2 separate regions of the Mus musculus genome follow, and region 1 is linked to region 2. Evidence: chromatin contacts called from public HiChIP or PLAC-seq data. All regions are on one chromosome and are shown on one strand. The core of a region is the stretch at or near the end of the contact, and the rest is flanking DNA. Distances in the headings are between cores, read along the strand shown.

Region 1 (6,043 bases), core at 2,152-4,651, 2.1 Mb before region 2:
TGTCTAGACAAGTTTTCCAGTGCCTGCAGAGGTAAAGCTGAGGGTTAAGTTTTGCCACATTTAAAAAACTATTCATCCTTTAGAATCCCACACGGAATCACCCTGTATTGATATTGGGGTGTTATAGATGTGGTTCTGACTCTTAAAATCAACACTTAGCCTGTTCTTGCTGCAGAATGGAGACTCAGCCACCCATGATTGCCCCCTTCTCCCCCCTTGGGGCCAGGAAGAGAGAAGGCAATTGTGTGTGGGGGGGGGGGGCAAGGAAGGGGAATTGATTGCCACCAGCCGAGTAACTATCACATTCTCACACAAACCCACAAAAACTATGACCCAAGTTCAAGTTCAGATACATACGGGTACTTGGTTGACTCCTGGCTTCGGGTCTGCTTATCCCAGAGGGGCACCTAAAATAGACAGCCAATCAGTGGGGGTGGGGGGTGCCAGCACAACCCAGTCACAGAAGGCTCAGTGTTTTCACAGACAGCAACCATGCCTAGAGAGCTGAGATCCACACAGGCCCCACAGAGCTCTGGGAGTCTCAGCCTCTGCCCTCCCTGCCCCCCACACCAGTGAAAGGGCATCAGAGATAGCAAATGCCCTCAGATGCTCCAGCTTGCCGGTGCCATCTTGGACTCTCTGATCTGGACACAGGACTTCACTGTGACTAGCAGAACATGGCAGGAATAATACCAAGCCCACACAGATGTGGGCATGGGCTTTGTTACCACCCGTGCACCACCCTGCTTACCCCTGGCCGTTTGCTCCTCGCACCCACCCACCCTACCCATGGCTGGGAGTCACACTATGCAACGCCTGTACCCTCTTACCTGTGCATCCTGAATGATGATGGCCACCAAGGGACTGCGTGCTGGGGTGGGAATCTGGTCCCACCATATCTTCTTAATCCTGAGGGTGGAAAGGAAGTAGGTTGGTCTCCGAATGTACAGTGGCCAAGGTGCTCTTCCAAGTGTCCTGGCCGTCACTCCTCCCAGGGCACGAAGGCCACACTGATCCCATTTTGGATATGGAACAATCTTGGTCCTAACTGTCCATCACCACTACCATTCTGAATTGGGAGAGGTGCCCAGGGAGAGCCTGATGCTGGCAGGGCTGCTTGACCTATCCACACTACCAAAGCCTCAAGCTATACAGCAAGGATCCCGCTCCCTCAAAAGTCCCTTTTGACCATGCTGGCTTTAACAGGCTTGAGAGGTCAGGGGCCGTGTGGAAGCGGGCATTTCCTTTCTTCCTGGGCTAACTGGCCCCTATGACTTTCACTCTTCCGTCTTCCCATAGTATTTTCTGAGCATCAAGGTACTAGGGCCACAGGGACTAAGCCAGAAAAACAGCCAGTGGAGAAGCCCCTGTGGGTCGCCTTCAAGAGAAACAAGAAGCAAATGCAGGCATGATCACATGACACTCATTCACCACCATAAGTGCTGATGAGCAAAAACCACAGCCAGGGATGGTGACCGGAAATCATCCCTGCCACTCAGGAGACAGGGCAGGAAGAGTCAAAGTGCCAGACCTTCCTGAGCTGAGGAGAGTTGGAGACCAGCCTAGGTAACTTGGCAAGACCCTGTCTCCAAGCAAAAGTAAGCAGGAGGCTAGAGTGGAGCTCAGAGATAGGGTGGCATGTGTAAGACCCTGGGTTTCAAAACAATTAAAAAGACAAACAAGAAGACCACAATGTATAAGAGAGGAAGGTAGGAGAGAGAAGCAGAGTTGGGGGTTGCAGGGAACAGCCCAGAAAAGTGAAGGGGCAGAACGTTTAGGGTGGGGGCATGGCTAAGACTCTATGGAAGAACGTGCCATGTGCCTTTGAGAACTGCGGGCTGCGGGGTGCAGGGGCATCACGTGGGAGAAGGGAAGGGCAACAGGACACAGAGAAACTCTGCATCAGAACAGCAGTGCCTAGCCCCGGGTGACTGACGAGGTTATGAGTGGCAAGCCACGGAGAGGAGAGGCTCTGGCACTCCCTGCACTTAGCCAGGCGGCGGGTACCGGGTACCTGCACAGCCCTAATTCGAAGTGACTTCTAATCTCACTTCTAAAAGAACATGGCTCTGGGTCTGAGACTCCAAGGTAGAACTCACCAGAAGTGAATCTTCCCCCTCTACCGGCTCTGCCCAGACTCCTCTGGAGGTCTTGTTCTCATGGTCACTCTGAGCCCACAGAGGAGCCCAGGTAGCTGACCAGCTACCTGCCAGCAAGCGCCACTTCCGGGTCTCACTCAAACCCTACTATATTCACAGCATCTGCTCAAATTCCTCTGCTCCTACCACATGCCCAGTGCCGGGACCATACCATGGGCATTGAGAGGGACAGAGCTCCCATCTTCTCTATGCCCCAAACAACCCCTCCCTAGCCCCAAGCCAGCTCCTTCTCTCCAGAGCAGCCACCATTACTGTCCCCCAACCTAGCTCTCTTTATTCCAGAGCACAGCCACTGTGGAGAAGCCTCCAGCCACAGGCTGCCCTGCCCTGCCCTTCGAGGCAGACTTCCAGCCTTTTCTCAGCCAGCACAATGACTGTGACCTCTGAGAGCACTGCTGAAGGGCCAGCCAGAGACACCAGCCAAAGCAGGAACTCACTTGGTAATGCTGAAGTAACAGAACAGGCAAAACAACGGGATGCAGAGGCAGGAGATGGTGACCCCCAGTGGAAGGCGCTGTATCAGGGGCAGCTGGAAGTCTGCAAGGAGAAAAACAGTCATGAATGGGGAGGCCGCCCTGTGTCATGTGCAGTCCGCGTCCACACTGGGGGTTCCCCTGGGACCCTTGGTTACCTGGCTACAGATAGCCCTCCCACCTGTCTCCCCAACTCTCCCTCTTACACACCAAGTCCTTATCACACCCATCCCTGTCCCTGTCCTCACTGGCCCTGATCCAAGTCCAGATCACAACAGCGTGAAGCTGCCTCGCTTGTTTTCCCAAAGCTCAGAGGTCAAGTGCCCTGGAGGGCTCAAGTTCAAAGCCAGCCTCTACTAGGTCCTTGCTGAGTGACCGAAGGCCAGTTGGTTGCTCCCCTGGGCTTCTCTGTTCAGCAGGGCTAGAAATGGACTTTTCTCACAGGCTAAGAGGGCCACATGGTTTAAAAGATCACACATTCAGAACAAGCCCTGGAATATCTTCCTTGTTCACGGCCACTGAGATTTCTCTGACGTCATCCTCTCCCACCTGCTCCTCCACCCCTGCCCTCTGCCTCCTTTCCTTCCTGGCATTTGCTTTTATCTGGAGCTAACTGGTTTCTTTGTTTTCATGTGTGGGTTTTAATCGATTGTTAATCTTTTGCTCGAGATGGCGTATGTCAGGATCTGAGGAGCACAGGCGAGCTAGCCTTTCACACAGCTTCAGATGCTCTGTTTTCACAGTCTGCACAGGCTAGCCGGCCACCGGCTTCTCCTAATTGCTCCATCAGGATTACGCATGCGTGCTACTGCGCAAGGCTTTTACGTGGGCTCTGGGGATTTAAACTCCGGGCCTCGGCGCACTGACCCATCTCCTGCGTTTCTGCTTTTGACACGCCAGCTACACTGCTCCAGGATTCCCGTGAGCTCTCCTCACCACCGCAGCCCCCAAGGTCACTCAGTCACAGATTTTCATTACTTGCTGAAAAAAACAATGTGCGCTGTACATCACGCCTGCTCTGGACAAGCCCTTTTCCTCCTCAGCGGTACCACCGAGTCAACCTCACACAACCTTCCCCAGTCCTGACTATCCAGCTACTGCATACTGTATAGAAAGAAGACTCAGTCATTCTGTGGCCCTGAACAGTGACAACCACAGAAATCTGTGTGTTAGTGCAGCCCTCGGATCACCACACCACAGCCACAGGGATGTATAGTTAGAGGCATCCTAGAACGGAAAACGCCACGGTCAGCCAGAGGGAATTTCTGAACAGAGAATATACACGGCTGTAGAGATCCTCACAGCCTACGACCCTGATACTCACGGTTGTACCACGTGATGCTAGGACTCCACTCACTCCAGGTGCCAGTGAGTATCTGGGATCTGACCCTCACACGCGCCGTATAGTAGACCCCTGACATCAGGATGTTGATCGGGAAGCTCAGCCTGGGTTCCTTGTAGGTCACATTATAGACTATGAACTGAAGGAAGACAGGGACATATGAATACAGAGCTGGCAGACACGTGTGTCGGTTCCCAGCCTGGCTGCTGCCCTGGGTACTCCCTCAGTGCTGGAAATGGGATCATTCCCACATCCCTGCCACTGCTAAGGGGAGAATGAGATGGAGGTTGTCAGCCCTCCCCTGACTTCTCCAATGACTGGTAGCAACTATTATCTGGACAAGTGGGTTAAGCTGGGTTTGAACATATCATAAAGTAAGACTACGCTGTGTGAGATTGAGTAAGTGACCTCAGAGGGGTCACTCTGGTTCCCGGTCATCCCAGCAGAGGGAATGCTAGGAAGGAGGGGAGGAAGACAAGCATAGCAGGAAATGACCTCTGCCTGTTTCTAAAGCAGGGACCAGGCAGCCACTATCGGCACCTGACTTCGTCTATCTGATGACACCTGCTGTGTAGAAATTATTTTTTGGGGGGGGAAGGAAGGTAGAAGGATTTTGTTTGTTATTGTTGTTGTTTGAAAGGGTCTATGTAACCCAGGCTAGTCAAGAACTTCCCATCCCCCTGCCTCAATCTCTTGAGAGCTGTGATTGCAGGCATGGGCCACTAAACCCAGCTCAATTCTACTCCTATCTATGCACTTACGACGGGTCGCCATGAACAACACACAATAGCAAATGTGACCAAGAGTGAAGTGACTACTCTGCCACACATAATCTCATGTGTCTCTGGCTGGGAAGCAGGTGTGGCCCAAAAGCCCCCTTTCTGAGTTAAGATGGCAGGGATGAGTCTTCTTCCTGATGCTGTGGTCTGGACTCAGACTGTTCCCTCAGGTCCATGTGGTAAAGGCTTGCTTCCTAGAGTGGAGCTACTGTGAAATGGCGGAACCTAGTGTGTGGACAGGGAGTCAGGAGAATGTTCTCAGGGAATATTACGAAAGTGGACATATGCTCGTGTGTGCCTGTCTGTCTGTCTATCTGTCTGTGTCTGCTTCCTGGCCACCATGAGCTGAGCAGCTCTGCTCCACCATGCTTCTGCTACGACGCTTGGCCTCAACACTATACCCAGAGTAATGGGGCCATGAGACCACAGACTGATCTCTAGGAAACCAGGCATTCAAGTAGACGTTTCCTCCTACCGCTGATTTTTCTCGGCACTTTGTCTAAGCTACAGAACACTGGCCAACACAGCTACACACTGCAAATTCAGGGCCAGGAAGGGGACGGACATGCCTGGGGCAGAGCCTGGCCGAGAGTGAGCTCTCTAGTTCACTATACCCCCTCCCAAGCACCCTACTCCAAAGACGGAGCATCCTTCCCAGCCTGTGCCCAGGCAAGGGCAGGGATCCGTGGCGCCCACTCACTTCTGCAGGGTTGTCCTCTCTGGAGATGTTGACCATGGAGATGAGGTCTTTGTACAGTAAGTTGTTCGATGGGTACAGGTTATTCCAGGTCAGCAGCCATTCGTCGGACACATTGGTGTGGAGTGTGAGGTTGTCTGGAGCTAGGGGCTTCACTGGGGAGGAAGGGCACCTGGGTGAGAGGCTTGATCCCTGAGATCTGTTTTGCTTTGATGTCCCTATTAACAACTTCACCTCCTTGAACTCCTGACCCTCCTTCCTAGACTCCTGAATGCTGGGATTCCAGGAGTGTGCCGACTCACCGGGCTCATCACTTCTGAGGCAATCATACACATGAGACCACGATAGCAGAGTGTACGTTAAGGTCAATGTGACGATGACTTTAAACTCATTCAAGGGTTAATTCTAGTATCTTGTAGGTGCCCAGTGGCCTGAGCAGCAGTTCTAACCACAGACCGAAAACCATGAGCTCTTGTCTCAGATATGTGGTCTTCAATTCTGCCTCTGGCACTGAGAAGCTGTGTGACTTGAGGCAAACTGCTTGCCTTCTCTGATCTACAAAATAAGAATAATCAGTTTCTTTTGGAAACTGA
Region 2 (6,447 bases), core at 3,243-5,742:
AGAAAGGCTGGAGAGTTGCCTCAAAGGTAAAGAACACTTGTTTCTCTATCAGCGAACTCAGGTTTAGTTCCCAGCACCCACATGGCTACTCACAACTGTCCATAATTCCAATTCCAGAGAAATTGACCTCTTCTGACCTCCTCAGGTACCAGACACACATGTGATACACATACATACACTCCTACAAAACACTCATATAAATAAAATTAAAATTAAATAAATCTAAAAATTAAAAGAGAGAGCACATGAAATTGGAGAGAATAGGAGGGGTGGGGAGAAACTGGAAGAGAGCAAAAGTGGGGCAGAATTGATCAAAACACATTATATACATCTCTGAAATTCTCAACAATAAAATAACTTTTAACTATAAAAAAAAACTGAGCATGATGGCACATGCTTATAATCGCAGCACTAGGGAAACAGAAAGATGCCTAGAGGCTGTGTCAAGCCAGGCTAGCCTCATCAGTGAACGCCTGCTCCCCCAAACCAAAATGAACACCACCTAAGGGATGGCATTCAGGAATGGAAGCACATATACACATGGGGGTGATGGGGGATAAACCGGAGAGAGCTGTACAGGCAATTACTCTGTGATATCACCGGCCTTTATATAGACTTCAGCCACATTCATTCTAAGAACGGTAATTCTAACTTTGTCTATTTTAGTATTAATTCTGTTAATACTTTAAATAAGAGCCATAGGTCATATTATCTATCTGCCCTAATAGTACCTCATAAAAAACTACACATTAAATTTTGTTAAATTTATATTTATTTTATATGCATGGGTGCTTTGCCTGCATGCATGTCTGTGCACCACATGAATGCCTGGTGTCCCAAAAGGTCGGAAGAGGGAGATGGATCCCCAAGAACTAGAATTAAGGATGGTTATAAGGCACTACGTGGGTGCTGTGAATTGAACTTGGGTCTTCTGGAAGAGAAGCTAGTGCTCTTAACCACAGAGCCATTGCTCCAGCACACATCAAAAAAATTTTGAGAACTACATAAGCATTTCAAGAAACAGCAGAGAGCTGAGACTATAACTCAGTGGTAGAAAAGCTGATTGGCATGCAAACGGTTCTAAATTCAAGCCCCTGTCTGTCTCTGTCCTATCTCTGTCAGTATGGAAGGAGGAAATGGTCTAACATTCCTTACTATTGTATTGCTCAATAGTCTAAGAACTATATTTATGGTGACAATTACTGTTATTAGCCAGTGAAAAGGCAATTTTTAATTTGTAAAATGAACAATTAATTACCTTTGTTTTAAAAAAATACTTGAAAATACATGTCTGAAACAGACACACAAATACACATGTGGTATTTGTCTGAGCTTGGCTATTTCTCTTATGAGAACAAAACAAAACAAAACAAAACAAAAAATTAAAGCTAACCAGTATTCCTGGGACATTTTCCAGCTTGGAATGTGGGGCTAATTTTACTTGGCACAGGCATATACAGCACTTCATGCAGCTGTTTAATGCATTTTTAATGCTCACTTTTACTGTGACCCTATATTAAATCATATTAACCAAACTAAGTTACAGTTCTTCAGACTGGAGCCAAAGGGCTGCTGGGTCAGCACCATGGACAGAGGAGAAGCAAAGGAAAGCAGGCTTGTAAACCCATTATCTGTGATGCGAAGGTCTACCAAAGCAGCAATGGGTAAAATGCTCTTCTTGGGTTCAAAGAGTAAGATGTCTGTGATCTACCCAGGAATTGAGGTCTATAATAATAATAATAATAATAATAACAACAACAACAACAACAACAACAACAATCACTCTCCAATGTCTCCAACTTACATGTATTGCCCTACATGAGGATCCACTTCTCTGTTGACAAATGTGTTCTTCTGCTCTTAAGACGAAAACGCTTGTGCTAAAGTAAACATTACCAACTCTGGGAGCCTTTGTTGCCCTTTGCAACTGTCCCTTCAAAAGAATCGTTGATGCACCTGCAGTGGGCATATTATGTTGGTGAAGTTGCTTCAAACCGGGGCCCCTGACTTTCTGAAACACATTCCGATGCTTTCACAGAACACATAAAACACTCAGGATCTGCTTCAAAATATTTCTGAATCAAAAGACTAGGTAGGGAATGGAGTAGACAGATAAGCCATGCGTTAACAGTTAAAGCTGGGAGACAGGAACATGAGCTAATTCTTTTGTAGATATTTGAAATTTTCCACTAAGATATAATTGTGTACTTCTGAAAGACCAAAACATCTAACAATCCCCACCCCTAGCAGATAATAAAAGTGAGTCCAAATGTCTTCAGCTCCAGGTAGAACTTTAAAGAAGACAGGCTGCAACTTCTCACAGCAAAGTTGAGATTTTTGTCTTACTCTGTCTAAGTGACAGAGAAGTACAGATATCTAAGAATAATGGTTTCCTTCTGAAGCAAGATCTTAAGAGAGCAATTTCTAGACCAGGAACAAATGGAAATTTGCCACGTACCTCCCTTGACAAACTCCTGTACCAAGCCCGAGACAAAAGGGAGGAGCACTTCCAAGCAGGCATGGTTACGGGTACCTATAACCCCAGAATTCCAGTAGTAGAGGCAGAAAGATTACAAGCCAAGGCCAGCTGGCTACAGAGCCAGATTATCTCAAAAATTATTTTACATCCTATTTCATATTTCATTAAGCTAACATCCTAGTGTGTAGAATGGATGTGTTTCCCAGTTATTCCAAAGTGTGATTATACCACTGCTAGCCAGCCTCCTTTAATTAGCCTGATCTGGTAAGTCTTGATCCATTTTCCCAGTCTAGCAGCAAGAGACTAGACTAATGGCTGCACCTACAAGGAGAAATAGAACCTACCATTCCCTAGTGAGTCTTAAGAAAATTACCACTCTCTGATGTCTCCAGCTTGCATTTATTGACCTGTGTGTGGATTCACTTCTCTGCTGACAAATGTGCTCTTCTGCTCTCAAGACACAAACACTGGTGCTCAAGTAAACATAATAGTTAACTAGCAACCTTTTTAAGACAGGGCCTCGTGTGCCCAGGTTGGCCTCAAAACTTGCTTTGTAGTGAAGAACAACCCTGAACTCTTGATCCTGCTGCCTCCACCACCTCCAAAGTTCTAGGATTACAAGCATGTGCCATCACACCCAGCTCCTTCTTATCTTATACTCTCCTTCACACAGTTCATGGTAAATCTCCCTAAGTCCAACAAGCCTTCAAGTTTGTGACCTTGAGCTGCTGAGATGTGCACCTGGCTTAATACCAACAAGAGGGCCATGTACATAAAAGACCCTATTCTCATCCCATGACTCCCCATCACCTTTAGCGCTTGCACCACCCTTACTGAGGTCTCAGCGCCCTAAACTCTAAAATAGAGACAACCTCATCCTCTCTATGGGATTCTTGTGAAGGCCAGTCTTTGCTCAATCCCCACTAGAGGTCTGTCTTTTGGATCTCATCCTTAGTACTACTTCTTCCAAGAAATTCACCCAGACCTCTTACCTAAACCAAATCTTGAATGTGTTTCTCTTCTTGGAAGGATTCACCCCAGGTATACAGAACTTTATTTGTAACTACTAATGATAGGAGATCTTGTTTTGCTTATCACCTACCACCATGTCTGGTAAGAAACCAGTACTCAATAATACTATCTTTAAATGCAATTAAAACAGGCTGTGTATTGGCTCCATCTCTCCCGTGGCAGATACTAACTAGATGCACCCGCGGATTATTCCGTTCTGACCTTCCTTCAGTTTATGCCGTGCCATTTATCCTTATGGTATTCTCTATGCCGCTTCGATGCTAGAACTAGCCAAATCATGGCAAAACCTTTGAGAAATAAGTCATTGGTCTGTTTTCTAATAAGCTACCTGCCTCTGAGAATAAGAGTTGTGCTGCCCACTAACGATGCCAAGAGCCTAAAACATTGTCACAAAGTAGGCACTTACAGGACAGACATTTATGAGCCAGCAGGCTCTGAGACATCTAGCTATGAAGTTTTGCAGCAGTAGGGGAATCTAGGCCCGGTCCTATTAGGTCCCAGATAGCCCGTTGGCTACTCAGACCTCAGAGCCTTGGGTAATTAAGAGATTCCCCAAAATGAAAATAAGCCTTCTCCTGACCATACATTTGAACAGAGCTAGCCACACATCCTTCCTCAGGAGTCCTGGCTCCAACCAAGGCTCCCAGACAGTAGCAATCCATGCACAGCCAGATGCTGACTGTAATCCCTCCGCCAGTTGTCACAAAGAAGTCCCTCCACCCGCAACCCCAACACACACGCGCGCACCCCTTCCACTAAAGAAATTACTCCAGCCTCCCGCAACGTCTGCCTGGCCTGAGGCAGGACGCTAGCTCGCGTCCTGCTTCACAATCTCTGGAGGAATAGGATCAGACCTCAGCGTGTCCCTCCGCCCAGAATTTCCCTTCACCCTCATTCCTAAAGTCCCTCGGCGGCAAGTCGCGGTGCTGCGCGCTCTCGCGAGATTCCTCCACGCATGCCTTCCCGCCCCCCTCCTTGCCCGCGAGGAAGCCTCGCACGGACCCCGGTCGCGAGCGGCGCATGCGTGGCCGCGGCTCCCAGCGCCCCCCGCGCTCTGCGCTGGCGGAGCTGACAGGGCAGCGCGCCAGCCGTTCGCCGCCCCCCGCGAGGCCTAGCCTCATCCCGCAGCTTCTTCCCCTCTGGCCGAGGTTCTCGGCATCCTCGTGCGGAGGAACCCCGAGCGCTGCAGGCGCCGCTGCGAGTCCGGACATTCCTGCGCTCGCGCCCCTGGTGGGCACCTGCAGCGGCCTGGACCTGGACCAGGACCCCAGGGCTGGCCGCGCCTCGCGGACACACCCCCTCCCGATCGGCGCCTCCGCCCAGCATCAGTCCCCTGGGTCCCCTTCCAGCCTAGCTTCTAACCTAAGGTCTTTCCGACCTTGCACCTTAAAGAACCTCATGGGAGGGGGCGCATCTTGATTGGATAAGAGGCCGGGTTTGCAGACTTTGGGGTGGGTGCACATTCACCCTTTCAAGAGCCTTGTACAAATTTGATTAATCAGCCTGGAGTTCCTTGTCCCAGCTAACTGCTGTCTTTTATGTCTCTACGGTCCCATATTTCCAAGGGCATTAAGTGGAGGGCACTCGGAAGCTTCTCTGGGCCCTGACTTGGAGCTAGACCTGTTGGCCCCATTGGATCATGGCTACTGTCATGAACCCTCAGATCGACGTGGAAGTTGAGGAGTGCCTCATAATGAAAGTGGAAAAGGACTCCGAGTGGGTATCGGAGCCCATTCTGGAAAGATCAGGCAGCACTGAATGTGAGTCCTTCCGTAAATGCTTCAGGCAGTTCTGTTATGAGGATGTGACAGGACCCCATGAAGCTTTCAGTAAACTCTGGGAACTCTGCTGTCGGTGGCTGAAGCCAGAAATGCGTTCCAAGGAACAGATCCTCGAGCAGCTGGTAATCGAACAGTTTCTCACCATTCTGCCTGAGAAGATTCAGACCTGGGCGCAGAAGCAATGTCCAGAAAGCGGAGAGGAGGCGGTGGCCCTAGTAGTGCATTTGGAGAAAGAGACCAGAAGACTTCGAAAGCAGGTGAGCGAGGATTTTAAAGGGATGTGGTGGGAAAGGCAGGTGGGCAGGGCTACATTTCTGGAAGAAGAGCTCATTATAGAAATAAATGGGACTTTTAAAAGATCCGGAAACCAAATTCCCCAAAAAGCAGATTTGAAATTCATACTAAATGGAGGAGAGAATTTTGGTTGAACTATGATCTTGCAAATTAAACTAAAAGTATGGTTTGTTTGTTCTAATCCTCAGTATAATGTTTCTACCAAAACGATAGAGACAGTATTAAATAGCTAATGCCTCACAGGGTTTGGTGGGAGAGGGAGATCTCATGGATCTCCAGAGCCCTCCCTAACCCTTACCATTCCAGCAGGTGTCCTGTGAAATACTCTCTGTGCCGTGCTCCTCCGCGCTCATCCAGTTTAACGGCCAGATCATCATTTTTCTATGTCCCTGCTTGCCGGTCTGTAGTTATTCTCAGCGCCCTCTTGTTAACCGTGTGAAGTCCTCAGTGTCTGACAGGTTTACAGTCTCACCTTGCACAGGGTGTGCTCAGGAGTTGATTTTGTGATTCTTCACTTCACTAGTGTTCTGATTAGTTCTCTGTGCACCTGATATATAAGAGGACTTTGTAGTAATGACCCCTCAAAAAAATACACAAATAAAGAGCGCTCTCCTTTTCCCATATTCCCAAATGACTGTGAGCCCGCTTCCGTCCGTGGAGATCCTCTCCCCCCTCAGTTCTCCTGCCCTTTAACGTCTCTGTTGGGACTGCAATTCCTTTCCTCCGATTTTCTTTGTTGATGTTGACTTTGTTTTGCAGGTCAGTAGCCCTCTGCCTTCAGAGAAGCAAGCCCCACCTAGAACTGTGTGGGAAGTAGCTGACTTTGAGCCAGAGCAACTGGAGACCCAGCACAGGGTTGTT

The links. HiChIP or PLAC-seq counts read pairs in DNA pulled down with a chosen protein or histone mark.
Region 1: an H3K4me3 HiChIP or PLAC-seq map of embryonic hindbrain shows a contact between it and region 2, with 19 times the contacts expected there. The contact joins the enhancer-like site here to the promoter of Zkscan2 in region 2. A contact is called at or near these places in 6 of 39 promoter capture datasets (embryonic stem cells, frontonasal cranial neural crest, liver and 3 more), 1 of 484 Hi-C or Micro-C datasets (the STO cell line) and 8 of 115 datasets of contacts at active chromatin or transcription factors (VIP interneurons, astrocytes, embryonic forebrain and 5 more).

The regions. Positions count from the first base shown.
Region 1 is chr7:125,569,504-125,575,546 of GRCm38.p6, reverse strand. Il4ra (interleukin 4 receptor, alpha) reads right to left here. Exons shown (of 11, transcript NM_001008700.4): 6 at 5,454-5,605; 7 at 3,957-4,113; 8 at 2,597-2,696; 9 at 831-909; 10 at 358-407; 11 at 1-23. Among named protein-coding and RNA genes, the nearest start is that of Il4ra, 20 kb to the right of the region's middle. Within about 2 kb of position 3,401, at least 19 of the 459 cell types and tissues checked have an H3K27ac peak or open chromatin away from gene starts, as enhancers often do. A contact at or near this core is called in liver, where this site is marked.
Region 2 is chr7:123,498,671-123,505,117 of GRCm38.p6, reverse strand. Zkscan2 (zinc finger with KRAB and SCAN domains 2) reads left to right here and starts at 4,492. Exons shown (of 7, transcript NM_001081329.2): 1 at 4,492-5,549; 2 at 6,346-6,447. The coding sequence starts at 5,151.